2 separate regions of the Gasterosteus aculeatus genome follow, and region 1 is linked to region 2. Evidence: chromatin contacts called from public Hi-C data. All regions are on one chromosome and are shown on one strand. Each heading gives the region's core, a stretch centred on a gene start, on an enhancer-like site or on the middle of the called end of the contact. The rest is flanking DNA. Distances are from core to core; before and after follow the strand shown. Region 1 overlaps pxylp1 (2-phosphoxylose phosphatase 1). Region 2 holds the start of LOC120825194 (ephrin type-A receptor 4).

Evidence for each region. A called contact is a pair of places that touch in the nucleus more often than the background predicts.
Region 1: a contact with region 2 is called in a Hi-C map of skeletal muscle, with 5 times the contacts expected there. The contact joins the enhancer-like site here to the promoter of LOC120825194 in region 2. A contact is called at or near these places in 4 of 6 Hi-C or Micro-C datasets (skeletal muscle, tail fin and whole body).

What each region holds. Positions count from the first base shown.
Region 1 is chr1:2,342,957-2,349,277 of fGasAcu3.hap1.1, reverse strand. It overlaps pxylp1 (2-phosphoxylose phosphatase 1), which reads left to right. Exons shown (of 6, transcript XM_078107228.1): 5 at 1,952-2,091; 6 at 2,193-3,668. The coding sequence ends at 3,187. Among protein-coding and RNA genes, the nearest start is that of pxylp1, 10 kb to the left of the region's middle. Within about 2 kb of position 4,922, at least 1 of the 9 cell types and tissues checked has open chromatin away from gene starts, as enhancers often do.
Region 2 is chr1:2,176,108-2,182,107 of fGasAcu3.hap1.1, reverse strand. It overlaps LOC120825194 (ephrin type-A receptor 4), which reads right to left and starts at 3,084. Exons shown (of 18, transcript XM_078107223.1): 1 at 2,716-3,084; 2 at 1,200-1,267. The coding sequence starts at 2,812.

The sequences.
Region 1 (6,321 bases), core at 3,673-6,172, 170 kb before region 2:
TATTGAAGAAGACTTGAAACTAGAGATTGAGACCATAAACTCAAGTTCACAATGTTTACTGAGGGAATAAATCAAGAGAGAAGAAGAGTCATTTTCTCATAGACGTCAATTGGACCAGAGGAGTCGTGCTGGTCAGAGAGAATGCAGCGTTAAGAGATTTACTTCACTCAGAGTGAAGACCTACAAGAAAGAGAGCTCAGGTTTTCCTTTGCCAATGGAAGAAAACGAAGTGACATGGTGGCACGCCGCGGTTAGCATTTAGCTCAAGGTAGCGGCGTGCTCGATGCTAACCTCACACTTCTCTCTGAAACCAAGTTCAGTTTATAAGAGGACGAACGCAGAACGGCTGCGCTCACAGTGTCTGTTTGTCTTGTTTGTTGATATTTAATATTATTTCTATATTCATTGTGTTCTCGTAACAGGATTAGCGTGGTTTGTATTCAGACCGGGCTGTAATTACTGAGATGTGATCCACACCAGCATATGCCCAGGGAGTGTGTCTGTGTGTGTGTGTGTGTGTGTGTGTGTGCGTTGGCACCAGTAGCTTTCCGACCCGCTGTCTCCGTCTGCGGTTAACTGAGCTCTCTTCAGCAGGGAGCATCCCCCCCTTTCCCTGATCTCCCACCAGTACTACAGACTCAGTCAGGGGTTTTATTCTTTCTCCATTACGTTTTTTACTTTCATTTTTGCTTCGCACACTCTGAGTTTAAACCTCGTCATTTGCACTACATATTTCAGATGATGTTCACTGCGTTCAGTCAGTCACAACAAGCCTGCATTAAAGGTGATGAAGTAGTAGGCCCCCTTTTCTTCTTCACGCCCAAACCAGTGATAACTATGGAAACTGTGTGTGTGTGTGTGTGTGTGTGTGTGTGTGTGTGTGTGTGTGTGTGTGTGTGTGTTTGTGTCTGTATGCTCCTTTAATCTCTACAGGCTGAGCTGCAGCTCCCACAGCTTAAAAAAAAAAATGAAACCATAATCTTCAATCATCTCTGATCTATCAGGTCATGACTGCTCCCCTCGCTGCCCGTGTGCGTGTGTGCGTGCGTGTGTGTGTGTGTGTGTGTGTGTGTGGCGCGCATGCGCCTACATGTATTTATGCAAGTGTTTTGTCCCAAGGCCACTCATTATTTCGTCCTCTTACATCTCCATCTTAACACATTCCCTCCCACACACATGAACGTGTGTTAGAGAGACACCTGGTGGTAGAGACGGGAAGTGCAGGAGAGAAGGTTGTCATTAAGTATTCAATAAAGTAGTGAAGAATCAAACAATGTATACTAAGAGATAACTGGACCCACGTGAAGTAACGCCATTTAATTTGTTCATCTGTTTAAGTTGTCCAACACTGACCTGGAAAAATGTCTGCTGAAAATTAGGAAATTGTTAAATGTTAAATGTGAAGTCTCTTTTTAAAGCAAAATCACACTTGCTGTAAAGTGTTGTTCTTTCTCTTCAGGTTGTGATTTGCATTTTAAACCAATTTTCTAGATTATCTTTGACTGCATATCAAAATATTGTGTTGCCGAGACGCTTTAAATCCACCAGGACGAAGAGGTCCGAGGTCAAAAGTAAAAGCTGTGAACAGGAAGCTGCTGAGTGTCTTAGTTATGAGATAAAGGATCATACCATCCGGGCTTCAACGGGGGGGGGGCTCAATGTCTGATATCACGTAGAAAGAAACTGTTTGTTTGAGTGAATAAATCATTAAGATGTTCTGTTTAATGATAACATGCCACTGTTTAAATACACACATTACTCGCAACAAAGCGCATTCCGTTATTCTGAAACAACGGCGAAGCAATAATGTTGTGTAGGCTAATTCGACAGCATCAATGAAATGGAACTTTGTACAACCGTTGGAGCAGAAGTGAGTTCTTCCGGGTCACCTCGGCTGTAGTCAGAACCACAGCCATGTCTTTAAGTGCCGGTGTCCCTCTGCCGCCCTCAGGAAGCCCTCCCACCAGCTGCTGGACTCCTTCATCCGCCACATGGCCCAGGGGGGCCGCGGCCACTGGGAGCCCCCGCTGGGCTCCGTCCCCCGTCTGCCCAACCACAGCGCCTGCGAGATGGGGGAGCTCACGCAGACGGGTGGGCAGCCACACTTTCACAGTCTGCTTCAAAACTGTTTTCACGTTTGCGTTTCTGGTTTAATGCATCGGCGACTTCTCCCCCCCCACCCCCCCCTGCAGGTGTGGTGCAACACCTGCGCAACGGGCAGCTCCTCCACCAGGCCTACGCGCGCCACCGCCTCCTCCCGCCCGATTGGTCGCCCCGCCAGCTGTGGCTGGAGACCACGGGCAGGAGCCGCACCCTCCAGAGCGGACTGGCCTTCCTGCACGGCTTCCTGCCGGACTTCGACTGGAGCAAAGTGACGGCGCGCCACCAGCGGAGCACGCTGTTCTGCGACGCCGCCTGCGACTGCCCCGCCCGGAACCGCCACCTGGAGGAGGAGCAGAGGCGGCAGTACCGGCTCCGGGTGGGCGACGCGCAGCTGGAGAGGACTTACGCCGACATGGCGGAGACGTTGGGCCTGCCCACCCGCCAGCTCCGGGCCGCCAACCCCATAGACTCGCTGCTGTGCCAGCTGTGCCACGACATTCCTTTCCCGTGCGCCCCCGCGGGCGCCGGCGGGTGTCTGACGATGGCGCAGTTGGCGGTGATCCGCCGACAGCAGCTGGACGACGGGGTGGATCGGAGACAAGCGGGGCTGTACCACAAGTACGCCGTCCTGGCCATGTACCCGTACCTCAACCGGACCGCCGCCAGGATGGAGCGCATCGCCAGGGACAACGGGGCTGGCCGGCAGGCCCGCGGGGGCGGCGAGGAGGTCTTCACCCTGTCCTCGGCGCACGACGTCACCTTGGCGCCGTTGCTCAGCGCCCTGGGGCTGGAGGAGCCGCACCTGCCGCGCTTCGCCGCAAGAGTGGTCTTTGAGCTGTGGAAGAGTCCGAAGAGGAGAGGCGGCGGTAAAGGCGCGAAGGGGAAAGACGGGGAGCCGTTCATCAGGTTGCTATACAACGGCGAGGACGTGACGTTTCACGCCAGCTTCTGTCGCTCCCACGAGCGCCGCGCCAAACAGCCGCTCTGCCCCCTGAAGAACTTCCTGTCTTTTGTCAGGAGGGACATGTTCGGCACAGTCAACGCCACTTCCTACCAGGAGGCGTGCTACGGGCGGCGCGGTTGACCGCGTGGACTCGTGCGGATCTGTTGTCGTTGTTTTCCACTTTTCAAGATGGTGCACTTTTAAAGCCGCTCATAATGTCCTGAATGGTGACACACACACACTCTTAATACTGTACGTGATGTCTTTGTAAGATCAGTTTCTAACCTTTCTACACGCGTTTTTCTGTTTTTGTAATACTTGTGACGAGCAATTCAAGGGAAGTCGTACGGCACTTGGCCACTTTATTTCATTTTACATTCCACGTAAAATGTCTGTATTCCCAAAATGTTGGCGAGAAAAAGGGAACATTGATGCTGGAAATACTATGCTGGATTTATCATTCCTGGGAAATATTTTGAGTTTTTATAAATCTTCTCGCTTCCTTGTGTTAATTTTCAACTACAGAATATCTGTATTTTTAACAGTTTGTGACATAACTGATCCAATCCACTTTTTCGCTTGTTGGTTTCTAATAAACTTTTATTCTGAGCTGGCATTTCTATATCCGTGCCTGAGAAACAGTGTCTTTGGTATAAAGCATGTAGTTTATTTACATATATATATTTATTTATTTTACCATACGAGTATGAATGCAAAGTCTCTCCTATGAATCCACCACTAGATGGCGTGTTGGCTCCACACACCTCATGCAAACCCATCTGCTCGCATCAGTTATCCACTTTGTCACCGGTAGCACACAGTCGATATGCTTCTATGAGTGCCGCCCCCCCCCCTCTCAAGCCCCCCGGCCACCATGACAAGCCATGTGTCATCATCATTAGAAACATAATGCAACGCTGACAAGATCTCATTTGTTCGGCTCATTTTCAAAGTGCCTCAGCTGCTCTCACTGCTTTCCCCCCTCACAGAATCCTTCGAATGAGGAGAGAATCGACTGGGAAAGATAGTAATAACAACGGTGATTTGGTAAATTACACTGGCAGCATATGGATGTTGTATTCGTCCTGGCGGTAGGCAGCGTTTTTTTCTTGTTGACAAATGGCAACACAATCGATGCTTTCATTACAAAATGTCGTCGTGGAGGTTGTACAGAAGAAAAACTGTGTAATGAAACCGCTAAATTCATACAAAAAAGTGCCAACGCACACGTCCCGGGACCGCCCCTGAACGTCTGCGTGGAGAAACATGAGTCACGGCCTGAACTCCGGTTCACATCTCAATCCCCAAGTCGAGTCAAAGCGCTTAAAGCAATGCAAATGTATTCCCAAACTTCCCTCGGTCACGCCAGAACCTTCCCCCCGGTTCGTTTCCCCACGTAGGGCCATGACGTCGGGAGCCGACACCCCCCGCCTCTGATGTCATCCCGCCGCGCCGCGGTGGAGCAGCAATTTCCTCCCGCGCATTCAACTCCCTCAATCTTTGATGTTGTCCCGCCGCCTCCGGCTTTAGAGTCCTCCATTGCTCTCAGACTGTGTGTGTGAGAGAGAGAGAGAAGGGTGAAGACAGATCAAGGCGAATGTGTGTGTGTGTGTGCGCCTTTGTGTCTTCTCCAGAACAATGTCCGCTTGACCCTGTCCGGCTCTGAAGGTCCCGCCTGTGGATGTCCAAACACGCCGGCGTTGTGCAGCTTCTGTAGCAGCAGCGTGCGTGTGAATGAGAGATGATTGACAGCTCAGACAGTAGTTGTGGTCAAACGCTGAGGAGAAACAAAGATGAAAGACGGGGAGAGGTTGTGGTCTACGGTTTGACGTTAGCCTCCGCGCTCTCTCCCTAAAACCACAGTTCTTTGTGTTTAAGTCAAGCTAACGTCACCGCTGAGACGACTCCTGCTTCCCACGCCGGAGTGTTCTCGAGGCTCCGGTCCACCGATTCGTGAGAAAGGAGCCGGTTCGAGAGTACGTTGAAGTGAGTGTATTTCCACACAGAAGACACAACCGTTGGACAAATTAAGAGGAAGAGATTTAAACCGCTCCCGCGCATATACATAAAAAAAGCCACTGCTGAGAGCTGCGTAGAATAGCTTTGCATTAAAAAGTCAAACAGTCTCCAAAGCGTAGCTCCTGTGTGGTTGCATTGCTAACCCGTTAGCCAAGAAATAATATAGACAGAAGACATAAACCCTTCAAACCCCCTGGTTTTAGTACAGATAAGACACATAAGCTACATGTTGATACGGCGGTAACCCTTTGACAGAGCTGGGCTCACTATTTGCGTCCATTCGGAGGATGTAAGCTAACGTCGCTTTTGAACACGGTCACAGAAGCTGACAGAGCGTTTGTATTTGAACTCGTCATTCACAACATAGCAAACAAATCACGCAAAGCTTCATATAAATTACAATAAGACAAACAAATCCACGATATTTCACCATCTTCCAATCTTGTCGATCGGATTTTCTCAGCCCATGCGGCATTTTTGGGAGACGAGGTGAGAGAGGAGACCAAAAGTCCGTCTGCGTGTTCTTCGGGGTCTAAGGGGTGTTCCCAGGTATTTCGGCTTTATTAACCTCTTTGCTTAAGCCAATAACCCGGTTGTGCCAGGCGTGCACGCGCCCCCCCGTGCGAGTGTGCGTTCACCCCGGCCCGCGTGATGCTTCTCGCCGATGCACTCACCTGTGATTCATTGAGATGGGAGCGAGTTCTCGTTAGCTAAAATAATCAGGATTTATGAGTCTCCTCTCGCTGTAAGTGACGGGCCGGAGGCTTCGCGCCACACAGACGCTCACAGCCGGGCTAATTGAGTTTGCTTATTACTGTCTCGTTCCTCTATCAAGGCCTCGTTCAGACCGGTCGTCCATCACAACACACACACACACAGACACACACTCAATGAAAGAGCAGTTTGTGCCTTGGCGCCTTTCTGCACGCGGCCCTGTAGCAATTTTCCTGTCTGGCAGCGTGTGCGGTTTCCCTGTAGATGCCACGTCGTATATGAGAAGTGGACGTAGTGAACATGGCGTCACCCACCGGTTTGTGGGCCGCTGTTTTGGCCATCGCCATCTTGGATTAAGGTGGTCGCCATTTTGGGTTACGGTTTGAAACCTGTGAATAGACCAATATATGGACGGCTAAGAAGTGACGTTGAGACGCCGTATGTGTGTGTGTGCTAGGTAAACACCCTGTCAATCATAGATGCCCCGCCCTAAAGCAACCTCCCTCTTTATGGTCTGTTTGACTGTAAATGGACCATCATTT
Region 2 (6,000 bases), core at 1,835-4,334:
GTATTTTTTTGCAATATTTCAAATTTATTTCAGCTGTTTTCATTTCTGCTTTTTCAGCAAATCTATTGATTCCTTTCAGCTTCTCCCATTTCTGTATTTTCAGCAATTTCAAATTCATTTCAGCTTTTCAGCAAATGTATTCAAATTCCCTTCAACTTTCTGTATTTTCAGCTATTTTCAAATATTCAGTGCAGCTTTCAGCTTTTTGCATTCCAACGCATTTTCAGCAGGAAATGCCTTTTCTAGTTTGTATTAATTTTCATGAAACATGAAAAAAGATCATTTGCGCATCACATTTGTGTAATAGAGGAGCCCGCTGCCATTTATCCAATGTGAACAATTATTCACGTGGGCCCCCACTGCATTGCTTTTTTACTCGGTTTTGGCACGGCAAGGGCCTTCCCCAGCCGTCCCTGCCCCGAGGCTACCGTGGGGGCCCCAATATTCCTCCCTTATCACAGCCACCGTAGGTACACCAATTAGACCGCGGGGATCACGCGTCGGGTCGACCCGTTGCCCCCTCGTCGCTTTACAGCAGGATCCACTCGTCCTGCGGCAAGCTAAACCCCTCTGCACCTCCCCCCCCTTCATTCATCCCGTTCAAGAGGAGCCTCTCTCTCGGCTGCCAACTCCCCTCTCTCCCCCGCTCCCTCTCCTCCACTCAATGGTGGAAAGGGATATGAAGTTTCTCCACAAAGACCGATTCAATCCGCCGTCTATTCAGGAAACCTGACGCCCGCTGCAGTATCGGCCCCTGCATCTGACCATCGCGGAGTGGTTAGAGAGAAGGGAAGCGAGGAGAAGGGGGGAGCAGGGGTTGGCGATTGAGGGTGGGGGGGGGGGGGGGGCGCTAATAGAACGGTGGTTCTCAAAGTAGATTTGGGGAACCCCATGGGGCCACGGAGGCTGTTCCAGAGAGTCGCTATATGTACGACGAAATGTCTGCCCTCTCTCTACACTGATTTACCCGTTTTTTGAGTGCAAGACGCTGAAAACGATGCCCTGATGTCCTCTGATGTCCCCACAGTGCAGGCAGCTGCACAATAAATCATCACTATAAAGTGCTGACCAGGACAAAGTCTTATTAAAGAGTGCTGTGTGTCTGTTTGTCGGTCCAAACATGGATATTATCTCCCCGTTTCTGCTCAACAGGGGGCCGTGCGTCCTAACAAGGGGGACACTTCTTTTGCGGTACTCACCCCTCCTTCTGTGGGGTTGGCCACCCATCCCAGCTCCCCCTGCACGGATCTGGAGTCCAATAACGTGACTGGAAAACATAGAATGGGAGAAGTGAGCGGGCATTCTCGGTGAGACATCGGCATTGTGGCATATTTAAATCGGACACGCGGGGCAGGAAAAATGGGTTATTGTGATTTCGCCCAAAACAAGTGGTTATACTGAATCTAAATATATTTCCCATGATGAATGTCAGTACGCATAGACAGTGAAAACTGCAGGACAAATATGTTCTATTGCGTAATTCCCTGCTGTACTAAACGCGCGTCGTTCCGATCGATTTCACTTGAGATATGGACGTTTTCTTTGTTGCAAAGGACAAATGTGCTTCGTGAAATGTGGCATTTTGGACGTGATTCGATCCAATTAGGGGGCCGTGCGCATGAACTTGGCGGTTGGAGAACAAACGCAGTTTAAAAGACTCCCGAGTGACCGACCCGCGTTCTGCAAAATATGTCCTGCAGAAAGTAAAACATCGTGTCCGTGAAGCGTTACTTCAAGCGTCGGCTCTAAATGGAGGTTATTTAATCGTTATTTTTGGGGGCTTTTTGAATTCGGTGTGCAGCTTAATCAGCTGCTCGCTCGTGATTTAGAAATAAGTCCGTTACGCAAGTCAGTGTTATGAATTATTCGGGAGACTGCGGACTGATCCTTTTTAAATGTGGAACATGTGTTTCGTGTCTTCACCGGGGACGCGGGTCACCGCGCTCGGCCGAGCCCACACCGCCCCCCCTCCCCGGCGCGTCCGACGGGTCGTGATTTTACACCAAATAAAGTGCTTCGCGTATTCGGTGATTTGCGCAAGAACTCCGGGAACATTTGGACGGCTGGACGCGGCGGGCCGCCGGACCCCGAACCCCCGCGGCACGCGCGCCGGGCTCCGCGTCTCCACGTCCGCGTGAATCGGAGAAAAGCAAACGTCAGAAGAGCAGTAATTTATGTTTTTGGAACAGTTCTTTAATTTCGGAGAACCGGACGGCACATTTAAAACCATTCGTTATCTTGTCATTCCCATAATCACCTTCCGCTAAAAAAAAAAAAAGGAAACCGAGCCGCGACGAGCGGGTGCGTCGCGAGCCTCCCGCTGACTGCCAAGCGGGCCTTGTCTCACGTCTTTTTAGTTAGTTTTTGTCTTTAAGCGGGGAGAGGCTTGACCCCCCCCCCTCTAGATCAGCGCGTATCGGGGGCTGCGGGTCCTGCTGCCCGCCGTTAGGCAGCTGGCACGAGCTACGAGCCGGAGCCCGAGAAGCAGCCGATGCGCATTTTGGAGAGCCGCTTTCTCTTTCGGCTGCGCGCAGATTAAAAAAAAAAAAAAGTCTCCGCGCGTAAAGGTGACCGTCGGCGGTTATTTGTCCCCCATTACTTATCGCAACTATAGGGGCCCACGAAGTGAGGCTCCGCAGCCAAACACGCACAGAGGAGTGGGGGGGGGACCGAGCGGGATGAAGTCCCGCGGCCAGTCTTGTTTCTCAACCGTACCTTCATTGGGGGGGTATATCCGTGCCGGCGAAACAAACGTAGAAATCCCAAAAACAAGAAAGGTGGCCGTGAACAAAATCCCTGCCATGAGTGCCATTTGTGTCGTTGTTCCGTGTTTCCTCTCCTCTTTTCTTTTGCTGCTCTTCTCACAGGTCCTGCTCTCCCTCTCTCTCTCTCTCTCTCTCTCTCTCTCTCTCCCTCTCTCTCTCTCTCTCTCTCTCCCCCTCTCTCTCTCCCTCCCAGTGGAATATGTGTTTGAAGCGGACAGAGAGGAGAGACGCAACTAGCGCACAGCGAACAAGCAGAGAGGCGGGTCTATTCTCATGTGCGCTCTGACGCGCAGTCCGACAATCCACACCAAACGTATAGTGGATGAGGGGTAGGGGTAGGGGGGGGGGGGGGGCTTTAAATCATTAACTGCACCCCCACCCCCCATGCACCCCCCTCCTGAATACGCACCCCGTCGTTTACCAGTAAACACCAGGCAGAGATGGGAGGAGATGGTGGCAGTGTGGGACGGCTCCACATTTACCATCCACGCACAAAGGCGATGTAAAAAAAAAAAAACTCCGTTAGTCGCCAAATAACATGGGGTCGGAGGGGGGGAACGGGGGAGGGGGGGGGGGGGGGGGTCACAATGCTTGCATGTCATACATAGAAACTGAGCTTTGATCGGGAAATGAGGTCCACGCAAATCACAGCTTCCTCAACTTGGACTGAACAGCCAACGACTAACCGCTCCTCGGCCGGTGCGCGTCCTCCGTGCGCTGCCGCTCATCCGGCGCGCTCCGAGGCCGCCGCTTCGGAGCGCGGTCGCCACCTGGCGGAGGCGTGGACGCCTGTTCTGCTTCCAGAATTGGATTAAGGAACACGCAGGAGCGTGACCTCCGTACCATTACACGCTATTGCACTCTGAGGAAATCGACAATGTCTTCTTTTATGACAGGCGGCGAGCTTTTTATTGGATTATTCTCCCTCGCTATCAATCTATTATTATCAAGCCTTTATGGGTATTTATGAGCACAAAGATTCGTCCATCAGCACGGGGTGCGCGGAGCGGACCTGCTGTTTGTGGAGCCGCGTAGGTGAAGGGGTGCGCGGGGATGGATGCCGCCTTCAGTCCTTGCTCCGGGACAAAGGCTGCATTGTCGGCGTGCTAGAGAAGCCAGCTGTGTTGGGGTTCTGGGGTTCTGCCCCCGGGTGCTGCGGCTCCTTTGTGTCCTCCCACACAGGTCTTTTGGAACAGCCAGCTCTGTTGGTACCACGAGATGTGACCACTGCAGCGGTAGGAAGGGTGGGGGTGGGGGGGGGGGGTCCGGGCGGCGTGCATCATGAGATGGTTCTCCACAACCACCAGCAGCACCTTCATGACAGTGCGTCTTCCTGTGGGTCCAAAAGGCCCCGACTCTCAGTTTTCAATTGTGTTGTATTTAAGCAGTTTAAATCAAAAGCTTGTGTTGTTGTCCTGCAGTTGCTTTGTTTAGTTTCACCTCGTGTTTCACTTTCTTTATAGTGGTTTTCTGTCACTTTGTAGTCATTTTGAGTCCATCTGCTGCCACCAAGCGTTTTGTAGCTGGTCTCTTTGCAGCCTTTTTGCATCTCTTGGTTATTTTGGTCTCTTTGCAAAGTTCATTTTAGTCGTCTCTTTTTTCAGTAGTAACTCTGTGTCCTCTTTGTTGTACGTGTCTCATCAAAAGTCATTTAGTGGGTGTAGTAATCCATCCCTGCCTACGCGGCATTGCTTCCTGCTCCTTTCCGAGGGCAGGAAGTGAAAAACAGAACGCCATCACATGTGTCACCGGAGGCGCTTAATATTCTCCTCTCTGCTACGCGGACTCTATATCTTCAACATTTAAATGAGGGTCGCATTCATTTTAAATCTCTGCTGACTTTAAGACCTTTTCCTCACACTCAGGTGACTGAATGCCCTTTTTCTTCTCCGCTCATTGCAGAGTCATACATAAATACAAAAGATACGACTGTGTCTTTGTGGAAACGCTATCCGTAGCCTCTAGCATGCACATCTGGCAGATCCCAAGCTCTCCGGTTCCCATGTCTCTCTGCGGCCGCCACACCAACCTCGGGCTCCCGAAACTGGGCTACGATACGTTTATTAAAGCCCATGCGGGGAAACCGGTCTTTCCTCATCGGGGGCGATGTTGCCATTGTGGACGCTTCTGCAGCTTCGTAGCCGGTCTTCGAGGGCAGCTATGGATCCGCATCGTAGGTCTCGGTCTGATAGGTCAAGAAGGTCAAGAAGAATGAATAAATGTTTGGCTCCACGAGAGTCTCCTGAGGGATGCGACACGTCTTCCTTTGTGGGGTTACGGGTCCGTCCTCTGAACCATTCCGATCCCGTCCCCAGAGGACTTCCCCTGTTTTCACCACCTGAGAGCAAGCGAGGGAGTCTTTGGAAGAAGAAGAAGAAGCCCGAGGGACACCTGCTGGGCTGCTTTCAATCTCTTCAACCAATGGCAAAAATGAGAAAAAATAAAAAGGTTTTGCCGCCCAACAATGTCGGGCTGTGATGGCGGGCGGGACAGTGTGCGAGTGGGCGGATTGTGTCTCTTGTCTTCCTTTTATTTCGGTCACAGTGTTTTTGATTGATTACACTCCCATCGTTCCCTTTATCTCCCTGTCAAAACCATCGGCTTTTTTCTATTTCCTTTTAGGGTGAAGCGGCGGAGAACACACACACACACACACACACACACACACACACACCTCCCCGTTCCCTTCCTCCACCAGCCCACTCCCGCTTTCTCCAGATGGCATCTGCTGCCCACACATCTGCATTGTGTGCCAATCACAGCACACACACACGCGCGGCAGCCCGCTGAGACAAACTCGCACAAACTTGTGCGCGCAGGACAATTCTCCGACATTTGGGACTTTAAAATGTTGGTTACTGCAACTTGTTCCTTCAGGACGTCATGTCTGTAGTGTTGGTAGTTTTCTCTCATGCTTATCGGCGGGTAACATCCATTTAAGCCAAACGTTTAGCCAGTTCTACGCCACGGTGGGTAGTTGTGAGCTCGCAGCTGGCTTTCTTCCCCCAAACATCCGCTGCTGCGTCAGTGACGGGATATTTTTATTTCTCATCATCTCATTTGATCATTTCTGAGTATTTGCATGAGAAACGTTGCTGTTGAGCGTGTTAGAAGGAGACATAAGTAGCATTCATCTCCAGAAGGAGAGGATCAAAAAACTTTACACTTTAGAATCTGACACCACGGAACTAATTCGACAATTTTAAAGGAATCGTTGTTTGCTGAGATCTTGGAA